Regions from separate parts of the Mus musculus genome. Here region 2 is linked to region 1. A link is a contact called in public HiChIP or PLAC-seq data. All regions are on one chromosome and are shown on one strand. The core of a region is the stretch at or near the end of the contact, and the rest is flanking DNA. Distances in the headings are between cores, read along the strand shown. Region 1 has its middle 400 kb from the start of Gm36528. Region 2 has its middle 51 kb from the start of Gm40340.

What was found. HiChIP or PLAC-seq counts read pairs in DNA pulled down with a chosen protein or histone mark.
Region 2: an H3K4me3 HiChIP or PLAC-seq map of embryonic limb bud shows a contact between it and region 1, with 7 times the contacts expected there. The contact joins two enhancer-like sites. A contact is called at or near these places in 1 of 484 Hi-C or Micro-C datasets (cerebral cortex), 3 of 115 datasets of contacts at active chromatin or transcription factors (embryonic basal ganglia, embryonic limb bud and embryonic stem cells) and 1 of 9 other capture datasets (embryonic stem cells).

Annotation. Positions count from the first base shown.
Region 1 is chr5:133,153,100-133,159,499 of GRCm38.p6, forward strand. No RefSeq gene overlaps it. Among named protein-coding and RNA genes, the nearest start is that of Gm36528, 400 kb to the left of the region's middle. Within about 2 kb of position 3,727, at least 18 of the 459 cell types and tissues checked have an H3K27ac peak or open chromatin away from gene starts, as enhancers often do. A contact at or near this core is called in embryonic limb bud, where this site is marked.
Region 2 is chr5:133,996,769-134,003,168 of GRCm38.p6, forward strand. No RefSeq gene overlaps it. Among named protein-coding and RNA genes, the nearest start is that of Gm40340, 51 kb to the right of the region's middle. Within about 2 kb of position 3,198, at least 14 of the 459 cell types and tissues checked have an H3K27ac peak or open chromatin away from gene starts, as enhancers often do. A contact at or near this core is called in embryonic limb bud, where this site is marked.

The DNA of each region.
Region 1 (6,400 bases), core at 2,477-4,976:
ACTAAAAGTGAAAACTACAAGCTCTATGGCCTATGGTTCCATGGCTCCATCCTATGGCAGATGGAGAATAGAAAAAGAAGATGAAAAAAGAGATGTTGACATACATCTCAAAGCTCAAAGCTAGAGGTGCTTGTAGGAGGAGTAAAAAGTCATTTGGTATGATTCATTTGAAATTTCTGGTTTTGTGTGTGTGTGTGTGTGTGTGTGTGTGTGTGTGTGTGTGTGTGACTGTTTGTGTGTAAGTCTGTGTCTTTTTGTGTGTACATGTGTGTGCATGTAGATGTATGCTTGAATGCATGTGTCTGTACATGGATGTGAGTCCTTGTGTGTGAATGTGTGTATAAAGGTTAGAGATCAACAGAAAATGTTATTCCTCAGGAACTGTCCATCTTGGTTTTAAAGATAGGATCTCTCATTGACCTGTAGCCTGCTGTGGCCTTTCTGCCTCCATCTTCCTAGCATTGAGATTATAGCACACTTTACTACACATGGACTGTCTTTCTCTCTTTCTTTCTTTCTTTCTTTCTTTCTTTCTTTCTTTCTTTCTTTCTTTCTTTCTTTCTTTCTGTCTTTCTTTCTTTCCCTTCCTTCCTTCCTTCCTTCCTTCCTTCCTTCCTTCCTTCCTTCCTTCCTTCCTTCCTTCCTTCCTTCCTCCCTCCCTCCCTCCCTCCCCCCTCCTTCCTCTCTCTCTCTCTCTCTCTCTCTCTCTCTCTCTCTCTCTGTCTCTCTCTCTCTCCCTCTCTCTCTCTCTCTCTCCCTCTTTCGGTGGGGATCTCACTTTATATCTCTGGCCACACTCTAACTTTTTATATAAACCAGGTTGGCCTCAAACTTATAGAGACTCACCTGCCTCTGCCTCCTAAGTGTCAGGATTAAAGGCATGCACCACCACAACTGATTGGCTCTTTACAAAATGGGTTTCAGCACTTGGGAGGCAGAAGCAGGCAGATCTCTGTGAATTGAAGGCAGGCCTGGTCTACAGAGTGAGTTTCAGGGCAGCCAGAGCTATGTAGAGAAACCCTGTCTCAATAAAAGAAAAAAAAGGAAAAAAGGTGGAGAGATTAAGGATTGGATGCAGTGCTTTAATAACTGAACCTCTCCCTGGTCCATTAATTTTCTCTCTATACTATAAGAATCATACCATTCACTCCTCTTCCAGTGTTTTGTTTTTGTGAGCTACCTCAGAGGCTCAAGGCTAGCACCATGGTTGATAAGATCATCAGGAAATAGGCCGGGCGTGGTGGTACACACCTTTAATCCCAGCACTCGGAAGGCAGAGGTGGGCAGATTTCTGAGTTCGAGGCCAGCCTGGTCTACAAAGTGAGTTCCAGGACAGCCAGGGCTACACAGAGAAACCCTGTCTCGAAAAGCCAAAAAACAAAACCAAAAAACAAACAAACAAAACAAAACAAAACAACAAAAAAAGATCATTAGGAAGTCAGGGCTCCTACTCAGCTAACTTTAGCATCGTTTTTAGAATTTTTATAGAGTAACATGAGATATGATCCACCTGAATAAGTCATCTTTCAAGAACTTTCCAGAAAGTGCTACTCAGCACATTTCATTGGTAAGAAGCATGCCATATGGTTACCCCTCCAACCCCTGCAAAGAACTCTGGGGGACTTGAGAAGCAGTGGGATCTCAGATGGAAATTAAAAACTTAGGAACTTCTATGCTCTGCTGTGGTGTGCCAAGCAGAAATGTGGTACTCCGTCTTACACTTCTAATCCTTCCTCCTTCATCCTCAAGCAGCCATCCATCCATGTCATCCCACAACAGTGCTTTTCCCGAGCATCTTTCTCTCCATCAATGCTTGCCAACAGCTGCCTTTGTCTTCTAGATGAAGATGTCCCCAACTTGAACTTGCACTTGATCTGACTTGATCTGCCTATGATCTAGGCTTCATCTATGCTCCCATTCTTGCATCTTCTATCGCCACCTTTCATTGAGTTTCACAATAGTGAAGAGCACTATGCACCTTTAAGTTTCTGTTCTTACCTCTGCTTGTTCAGGTAAGGACATTGAAGGTGAGTGAAGGTAAGGTTCTTTTCCCAACTTTTGTTGTTCAGAGTCAAAGAGGTTTGGAAGATACTACCACTCATTCTCAGAATCATGTATCTCTAAGGGGAGCTAGAAAAATAACAGAGCTTCTGATATTTAGTGTGAATTATGGGAGGGGAATCTTTTAGCATTTAATTGACCATTTACTAAGTCCTCTTTTTCCCTGTGATTTTATAACTAAAACTACATAGAAAATGTTCCTTTGTAGCATGAGAGTATTTAGACAGTAGTAGTTGTCTTAAATAATTATATTTGGATCTTTCTTTTCAGGTCATAGATTTTTTTTTCTGGTCCCTGAGGAAGATGGTACAGGACAGTAATTATCACTATAGCATCTGGAGTCTGACTGTCTGGTTTCAAACCCTAGTTCCAGTTTTGTGACCTTGGACTTAACATTTACATTACTCACACCTTAGTTTCCCCATATGCAGCATAAAGATAGGCATTCTCTCTTTTGTGGAATTGGGGAAAAAAATTCAAGGACTTGTGATAGAGCCAGGAATGTAGAAAGAAGCCTACCATGTTAGCCAGAACTATAGGACTTGGTAATCCAGTACTAAGAATGGAACAAGATCCTCTGAGCCAGCCCTACTCTCACCTCCTCAGTGGGGTTCTAGACAGGTTCTCTATCTACCACTGAGCCACAGCTCCAGCCCTTCACTAGGGGATTCTAAGAAGCTGCTCTGCCACTGAACTACACTGCAAGACCCTCACTGGAGTATTCTAGGCAGGGGCTCTACCATTGAGCCACAGCTCCAGCCCCTCACTGGGGGATTCTAGGCAGGTGCTCTACCCCTGAGCCACGCCCCCAGCCTCTCACTGGGGGATTCTAGGCAGGTGCTCTACCACTGAGCCACACCCCAGACCCTCACTGGGGGAGACTAGGCTCTACCACTGAATTATAGCCCTAGCCCTGCCTTTTACATTTTATTTTGAGATAGAGACTCGATCATTTGCTCATACTGACCTTGATCCTACTTCTCCTACTTCACCTGCCTGAGTATCTAGTATTAAATACCTATGTCACTGAACCCCATGGATATCATGCCTTAAATCCCAATAGCCACAGGAAGATTGGAGCAGTTGTATATCCAAGAGTAAGAGTGCTCTGTTGAACAGCTTAGCCAGTCCCCACCACATCTCTTCAGTAGTTCTGTAATGATCTCATTAACTAAGGATGCAGCGGGGCTGTGAACATGTAAAGATGCCTCTCAGAAGCACTCATTAGAGAAAGGGTACATTCTTGTTCTCTGGGGGAATGCTCTGCTTGCTGCTTGACTTTTCTCTGCCAGTTCTGATTGTGACATCAGCATCTGGTATTAGCAGCTCAGCAGGAAAGAAAAAAAATCCCTCTACACTTCCTGAGCCATCCCCAACAAGCCTATTCCTGGTGCACAGGAGGGCTGCAGCTGGGAGGTGATGGAGGGAGCATATGGCTTTAGGGAAGCCCATTTGGTTCACTTAGTAGAGTTCCGTGGCCTGTGAATGTTCAACACATTTTAACATTAAAGTCGTCAAGCAGCTGGCTCCATTCCTGCCTCCTGCGTGTTGGCTGGCTCCAAGATTGGCTGTGTGGAAGAAGAGACATGGGGCATATGATCTCGGGTGAGGCTGACAGACAGGAGGGGAGCAAGGGCCTTTCTGCATGCACAAGCCACTCTGAAGCATCTCAATTCAGGTTTTATGCAAATATCAATGTCTTTTGTGGGAAGCAAGGGAGGCTGTACTCCTTTGAATAGAAGGCAAACTATTTCCTTTCAGTCTCAGGGCTTCTTTGAAGCAGGGAAAGAAATTAGGCTATAAGCCAGGGAAGCCCAGGCCTTTATTGAGGGAGGAAAACACAAGATAGGTTGAGTAGATTGTCTTGCCATGTGAGTGTGAAGATCTGAGTTCAAATCCCAGAATGCACATGAAAACCAGATGCACTAATGCATGTAAGTGATCCTGGAATTCTCCACTGAGATAGGAGGAAGTGAGAGAATTTCAGAAACTCATGGCTAGCTAGTCTGATATACTGGGTAGGAAGCAACAGGAGACTCTGCCTCAAACAAGGTGGAAGATTGGGGCTGACATCTGAGGTTGTCCTCTGTCCTTTTCATGTACACCATAGCATGTATCACCTATATGCACATACTTGAACACACATGACACACACAAAGATTTACGAAAAAGGTAAGTGTTGGAGTGTATTTGAATAGTATGTGCACATGAGAATATAATTGAATCTCTCTGGTTGACAAGGTTTTTGCTAGAAGCCTCATGTATGCTGATCTTTTTATAGACAAGGGACATTGTGAATGTTGATTTAAGACATTGGCTAAGGGCCTGGGGCTACAAGCTATAGCTGTGACTTCCTCATTACTCTTTGTGAGGAACCGGCTGTACAGGGGCTGGTCAAGTCCTTTGGGTTATCAGGAGTCCTGGGTAGAGACAAGGAACACAAGATCATTGCCTAGAAGGATACAAGAAGATTTGATGCCTATGAATCTAAGTTTAGAGATCAGCATACATGAGGTAGAGGGACATGCCATCCAGTGAACATGGCAGGGAAAGGGAAGGAGCTGAAAATTCTCTATAGAATTACTTGTTAGAGGGCTGGAGAGATGGTTCAGTGGTTAAGAGCTTGTCCAGAGTTCAATTCCCAGCAACCACATGGTGGCTTATGACCATCTGTAATGGGATCAGATGTCTCTTTAGGTGTATCTGAAGAGAATGACAGTGCATTCATGTGCATATATTAAATAAATAAATAAATAAATAAATAAATAAATCTTTTTAAAAAGAATTACTAGATTCTGTAATCAGGTTGCCCAAACTTTTGATATTGTTATATGATGTGGTCATCTATAAACTTCATTACAGAAGAAATACACAATTGAGTTACACCCAACCATCAATATCTCACATTGGAAGAGTGAAAGAGACTTCAGTCTTATGAAACACTCATTTCTTTCTTTCTTTTTTCTTTTCATTGCTTTTTTTTTAAACTTAAGGCTAACTGAATCTGCCAGTTCATAATAAAACTAAGAGACTCACTGGAGTCCTCAGTCATGAATCTACATCATATCCCATCAAAACTCAGGTATCATTGAAGAAGAAAGGCAAAAAGATTGTAAGAGTCAGAGACTGAGAAGGACAAAGAGTCAAAGAGTTTTCTGGACATGATAGACCCCTGGTACTCATGAACTCACAGAAGCTGTGGTTGTGGTTGTATGCACAAGACCTATACAAGATCAAATCAGTCACAGTCCAACATGGATGACTAAGGGCTTACAAGCCACACCTAACTGAGGCGATAGTAACCTTTGGTGGGTTCTAGGGGAGGGAAGAGAGAGTTTTCTTTAAAGCTTTGCTCCTGGGGATTTCCACACATGCAGAGGTATATGATTAGCACAAATGGGACCTGGTGAGTTATTTTCAGAAAATAGAAAGAGGACACAAAAGTTGGGATAGACGGAGATGGGTGTGGGTCTAGGAAAAGTTAGTCGGGAGACTAGGAGATAATGAAGATCAAAATACATTGTATGAGATTCTCAAAGAATGTCTAAGGTGCGATACTTTACAAATGTATTCTAAACTAGATGTCAAAGAAAGATAAACCATGGTACCTGTTTATTGTGAAACCATATGGAAATAAAACAATTTTAAGTATGCTTTTTAAAAAAGGGAGAATCTGTCTTGAGATACAAGAAAGATGATGCCCAAGGAATGATACCCAAGGTTAACTTCTGACAGCCACACAGATGTTCACACACATGCACATGTACCTGGATGTGCACATGCATGTGCACACACACACACACACACACACACACACACATTGTATGTGCACTTTTTTTTTTTTTCTACACTGGGTCTATATCTCCCAGGCTGGTCTTGAATTCAGTTTCCTAAGTACTGAGTTTACAGAAATGCTGAGTAATACACCAATATTCTTTGAGCAATAGTTCTCTACCTTCCTAATTGATGTGACCCTTTAATGCAGTTTCTCATGCTGTGGTTACCCCAATCACAAAATTATTTTCATTGCTACATCGTAATTGTAATTTTGCTATTGTTATGAATCATAATGTAAATATCTGTGTTTTCTGATGTGATGCTTACAAAAGGATCATTCAACCCTCAAAGAAGTTGTGACCTACAGATTGAGAATTGCTAATCTAGAAGCTTAGCGATATTGAACCAGGTGTGGGTAATGGGGTAAGATAGACATTAACTCAGGCTGTCACTGCCTCATTCCCAATTCCATGGAGATTGCAGAGAGAGGAGTTTCCTGATCTCTGTATAGATGTAAAGAGCCCTCTACCTATTCTTTTTCTGTTGATATTTGCATTTCTCA
Region 2 (6,400 bases), core at 1,948-4,447, 840 kb after region 1:
GGACCCTTTTTTACCCTTTTTATTCTAAGGGGAGATGTTCGGAGGGCACTGGGATGGAGCTCACATCACTGTGGGTGGGTGACTTTGATAAGTCTTTTTCACCAGGCCCAGTGTCTGGTTTTCGTTTGAGTCTGTGGAGGGGTGGCTGATACGTATGTGGGGTGGAGGGGTGGGTGCCGTGGCGTGAGTGAGACAGTGTTCAAGAATTAGTTCTTCCCTTCCTGTTTGTTTTTTTGAGGCAGGACCTCTCTTGTCTCTGCTGCATACTCCTGATTCGCTGGCCCATTAGCTTCTGGGCAATTCTCCTGTCTCTGTCTCCCATCTTACCAGAGGAATGCTGGGATTGCAGATGGTTCCACTGCATGCAGCTTTTCTTTTACAGGTCCCAGAGCTCAAATTCAGGCCATCTGCCTTGTACGACTAACAAACAGTTTTACCCACTGAACCATCTAACCAGCCATAAGACGCCTGATTTGCAGAGAGGAATATATGTGTGCCCATATACTGTGAGAAATCTTCCCTGGGGAAGATACAAACCGTGTCCACCCTTTCCCCACAAGGCCCCAGTGATCAACAAAGTAAAATTCCACCAGCATTTGCCCCAAGGAACCAAGGGCTTTACTCGGCTTACTGACAGTGCATGGGATAGGCATGTGGAAGACTTCAAAGCAGCCACAATGGAAAGTCTTCGCCTAGTATGGATAGCCTCAACTTTAATTAATCTTCCCCAAACTATATATCCAAGCACCTCCAGAGGCCCAAGGCTACATACAGTTAGAGCAGAATTACATACAAATGGCTGGCGGATGCCCTTAGAATCTGAGGTGACGGTCCAATGACCCAGCCCACACCCTTTTCAATAGCCTTGGGTATAGAAGAGAACAGCCGGGTATACCTATAGAAGGTATAGCTATAGCCTTTATAGCCACCCTTCTCAACCTTCCTAATGCTGCAACCCATTAATGCAGTTCCTCATGTTGTGATGACCCCCAAGCATAGTTATTTTCATTGCTACTTCATAACTGTAGTTTTAGGGGATCTGATACCTTCTTCTGACCTCTGTAGGTACCAGGTATGGAAGTGCGGGATAGACATGCATGTGGCAAAACACTCCAAAATATCTCTCTGTCTCTCTGAAGGGTCAGGGTGTGCACAACTTCATGTGTGTGAGTGAAGGTATATATATTTGCAACTCATTAATCTTAATATAAATATGTGTTTTCCAATGGTCTTAGGTGACCCCTATGAAAAGGTCATTTGATGCCCCCCCCCCAAGGGATCACAACCGAAAGGTTGAGAACCACTGTTCTACAGACTATCAACAGCCATCGGGTGAGATCTGGATGGCTTCTTGCAAGCAGGAACAGCTGACCCAGTGAAGATGGTGGCTCTTTTGATCAGAGAACCCTGCTCCATAACACCAAACCTTACCAGTCTTGATGGTTCTAATGAGTTTCCCCGTAAGAATCATTTTAGAGAATTCTAAGCATTGCAGGCTCCCGCTATGGAATGGCTCTCATGGTCATGATCACCAGAGGAGTGTGAATATGGGAACGCAAGCTCAGGTGGACTTTCACATGATCGCACTGTTATCCTTTAGAGGTGAGATGCACAAAAAGGCTCATGTATCTGGAGATATTGGGTCCCCAGATAGTGGCTGCTGAACATTGAGGAGGAAGAGTGTCACCAAGGTAAGTGGGTCATTGAGGATAAGTCTTCAGGTTCCCTCTCCCTGCCCCACTTCCTGTCTGTCCTAACTAGAGGTGCATTCTAAGTGGGCACCTCAAATCCTTGACGCCATGACTTCTCCACCATGAACTGCGCCCTCAAACTGTGAGCCACAGTAGACTTTTCCTTTCTTTTTTTTTAAACTTTCACTGTATGTGTATGAGTGTTTTTGCCACATGAATGTCTATCCCACACTTCCATACCTGGTACCTACAGAGGTCAGAAGAAGGTTTCAGATCCCCTAAAATTAGGTTTACAGATGGTTGTAAGCAACTATAGAGGTGGTAGGAATCAAACCCAGGTCTTCTGGGAGAACAGAGAGTGCTGTTAACCACTGAGTCGTCTCTCCAGTCCCAAACTTTCATTTCTTGAATTGCTTTTGCCAAGTATTTTGTCATAACAATTTTAAAAAACAACAACTAATACAATGGGTATGACGAGCCTGAGGCATCTTTCCAAAATATCTGTGTTTGTGTCTGTGTCTCTGTCTGTGTCTCTGTCTCTGTCTGTGTCTCTGTCTCTGTCTGTGTCTGTGTCTCTGTCTGTGTCTGTGTCTCTGTCTCTGTCTCTGTCTGTGTCTGTGTCTGTGTCTCTGTCTGTGTCTGTGTCTCTGTCTGTGTCTGTGTCTGTGTCTGTGTCTGTGTCTGTGTCTCTGTCTCTGTCTGTGTCTGTGTCTGTGTCTCTGTCTCTGTCTCTGTCTCTGTCTGTGTCTGTGTCTCTGTCTGTGTCTCTGTCTCTGTCTCTGTCTGTGTCTGTGTCTGTGTCTCTGTCTCTGTCTGTGTCTGTCTCTCTCTCTCTCTTCTCTCTTCTCTGTGGAGGGTCAGGGTGTGCATAACTTCTTGTGTATGAGTGAAGGTATAGATATGTGCATTTGCCATGGCACACACGTGGAGGTCAGAGGGCAACCTTGGGTCTTGGTCTTCACCTGCCTCCTTGTTTGAGGCAGGGTCTCTTGTCCACTACTGCATATACCAAGCTAGCTGCCCCACAAGCATACAGGCACTCTCCTGCCTCTAGCTCCCATTTCCCCCTAGAAGCACTGGAATAAAAGGTATACTCTGTTGCTTCTGGCTCTAAGTGTGTTCTCTGTGTCTGAACTGAAGTCCTCCCTCTTGAATGGTAGATGCTTTATTCACTGAGCCATCTTCTCAATTCTTCCTTGAGGCTGAGTATCTTCAAATCACTCAAACCCAAAGTCAACCCAGCTATGGACCACAGGCCCCAGCTCACTCCCTGCTTACAGCATAATTACCTTCTGTCGCTTCCACACATCTGTCAAGAGCACACACACACAGACACACACACACACACACACACACACACCCGTAGCAGCAGAGAGATTGCTAGTTTTGACTTTTTTTTTTTTTAATAAAGATATGTTTTCAATAGCCCCCTCCTCTCCATGAAAAGGAATCTGGTTGGAGAGTCTGCCCTGCAGATGGCCAGGGTCAGATGCAAAACAGCTTGAGTTCTGCATTTGATGGCCAGCAAGGAAGAAAAACAAAGCTCTCTGAAGGGGCCCGCCTGCCTTCCACGCATTCCTTGTGCCAAAATTCAAGATGTGCACGATGCTGCCTTTCAATAATGTTCAGTGGGTTATGCTCCAAAATCTTTGAAGTTTCTCTGATGGTAAAAACGTTTTCTTAAGTTATTGGCCTGTTCTATTTTTTTTTTAAGCAAACTATAAGAGCCTTATGATCTTCAGTTTCACAGCTCATAAATATTTGTGCAGAGGCAGTAGCCAGACCCCTTCAGGGCTTTGCCCTGTTTGGAAGAGGGAAAAAAAAAATCAAAGCAGAGAGCCAGGTGGGCGTTGCAGCCTCGGAGACCCTTTTGTCAAACTGAGGACAAAGCCACTCTTCCAGTGACAGGAAGGCCTGATTCATCAGAGAACCAGGAGGGCATGGAAAACTTCTTAGCAGATCTCCTACACTCCTCCTATGCACAAAAACACTGTCCCACATTCAGAGGTACTGGTAATCTTTCTCACAAGCTTTATCTGACCTACAGCCCAGTAGGGGAGGAGGGAGGACAGGTGTGGGGCGTGTGGGTAGGTGTGAGTGCCCACATGTGAATGTCAAAGCACAAAAACATGTATGCGTGTATGTGGAGACCAAAGGTTGACATCCTTCTGTCTTAATCAATCTCCACCTTATGTTTTGAGCCAGATGTCTCACTGAATCTGAAACTCATCTCTTCACCCAGACTGGCTGGATCACAAGCCCTGCAGAGGATTGTCCTATCTCTGTTCCCCTCCCTTCCCTCCGCCCCATAAACTGCTCAGCCATGCCTGGCTTTTACCCAGGTGCTAGGAACCTGAACTCAGGCCCTCGGGCATGAACAGCATCTAGAGTCAATCTTTCAAGGGCTTCCTCTGCCACTGAATTCGATGTGAGAGTCAGAGAGAACTGAGTTCAAATCCCACCTCTTTTGTTGAATGATGGCTGATGCCTTTTGGAGGAGGCAATAATGAAAATTAAAATAAAAAGAGGAAACATATGAAGTTCCACGCAGGGCACATAAGTGACATTTCATCATCACCTGAAGTCGTGTTCAACCCACAGCCCGTTGGCCACGTGTGGCCCAGAGCAGATATGAATGTGCTCCTACCTAAAATCATATGCTTACTTAAAACTAGATTTTATGTATGTGTGTGAATTATTATTATGATGAACATCACCATCATATTTTTGTAACTCTACTGCACAGTTGTCAAGGGTGAACTTTATAGATGGCAATGCGGCTGGGAGGCTAAAGGCTGGACACACCTGCAAGTGCTTCCACTCACACACCTGGAGAGAGCTGGGGCTCAACTGCATTTCCTGAAGGATGCTCCCTCTGTGCTTAAATGTCACCCTGACCTGTTTGTGTGTGTGTGCCCACGCGCGTGCGCAAAAATACACATTTGGAGAAAGGTGCCTTAGTTATTATGCATTAACATGTACTCTGTTGCTCCTGTTACCCCCAGCCCCTCCCCGGGGGATTCTAGGCAGGAGCTCTACCACTGAGCCACACCCCCAGCCCCTCGCTGGAGGATTCTAGGCTGGGGCTCTACCACTGAGCCACGCCCCCAGCCCCTCACTGGGGGATTCTAGGCAGGTGCTCTACCACTGAGCCACGCCCCCAGCCCCTCACTGGAGGATTCTAGGCAGGGGCTCTACCACTGAGCCACGCCCCCAGCCCCTCACTGGGGGATTCTTGGCAAGTATTTATTTTTAATTTTGAGAAAAAGTCTCACAAAGTTGCCCAGGATTGTAGCAGGGAATTAGTTAAAGCACTTTGGCTCCCAGTGGGTCCCACACACACTGCATCTGCCCAAGAGCTATCTGGATTCACAAATGGGACACACACACTAATTTGGATATGTCCTGACTAGCTCAATGGCTGAGTACTTCCAAACCTCCCCACTGCTAGCACATTCTTCCCTCCAACCTTCCTGAGTCAATTTGCTAAATCAATATTTTATCTTTGCTACCCCAGACCCAATTGGGGGAGTGGCCCCTACGGCCACTTTCCTGAATTCTTACATGGCTGGCTGCTTTCTTTCCTGCAGCTCTTATGTCTGTCTAATCCCTCTGCTTCCCCGCCATGATGATTCCCCTCCTCTTCCTCTCTCAGTTCCTTGCCCAAACAATCTAAAAGTCCAGCCTCTGTCTTTCTGCCCAGCCATTGGCTTTATGGCAATTTTTTCTTATCAGTGGACACCAGCTAGGGGAAGGGACCCTCAGGTCTGGAAGAGTGGCTTTTGGGGAGCAAAATAAGACAAAGCATTAGAACCAATTCCCAACATAGGTTGGCCAAAAATGTGCTCTATAACCCAGGCACATACTGAGTCTTTGTTCCTCCTGACTCTATAATGGGATGATGGGGCCCTGTGCCATCAGAACAAGCTTCCCCTTACTTTGTGACATGTAGAGGACATCCTGAGCTTTCTTTCTAAGTCTTCACCCTTTACCTCTTCCCACAGAGAGGCAAGCATCACTCTCCTAATGGTGAGACAGAAGAAAGTAAGGAGAAGGCTCAGAAGTTAAATAAGAGAAGTTGGCGTTTGGCAGAGGACCTGAATTTAGTTCCCAGAACCCCTGTGGGGCAGCTTACAACCACCTCTACCTCCAGCTCCAGAGCAGGGAACCCAATGTCACAGGGAGCTCAAGAGCCCAGAGTCGAAGGTCATCATGAAGGCTGGCATCCAGCCTCAGGCTGGTAAAGCCCAGGGACCACATGGGGGAACACAATGACACTTGTGAATAGAAATATCACTGTCCTAGTCTGCTTTCTACTGCTGTGATGAAACACCATGACCAAAGGCAACCTGGGGTGGGGGTGGGGGGTGGGGGGAGGTTTCTTTCATCATAAGACTCTCGGATCACACTCCATCACTGAAGGAACTGGAGGCAGGAACTGAAGCAGAAGCCATGGACGAGTGCTGCTTACTGGCTTGCTCCCCATGGATTGCTCAGCCTACTTTGTACCACCCAGGACCTCTTGCACAGAGGGGGCACCACTCATGGTAGGATGAGCTATCCCACATCGATTATTAATTAAGGAGATGCCCCCATAGACTTTCCTACAAGCAATCTGATGGATGCATTTTGTCAATGGAAGTCCCTCTTCCTAGATGACTGTTGTTTGTGTCAATATGACAAAAGTCTAACCAGGACAAGTCATCATG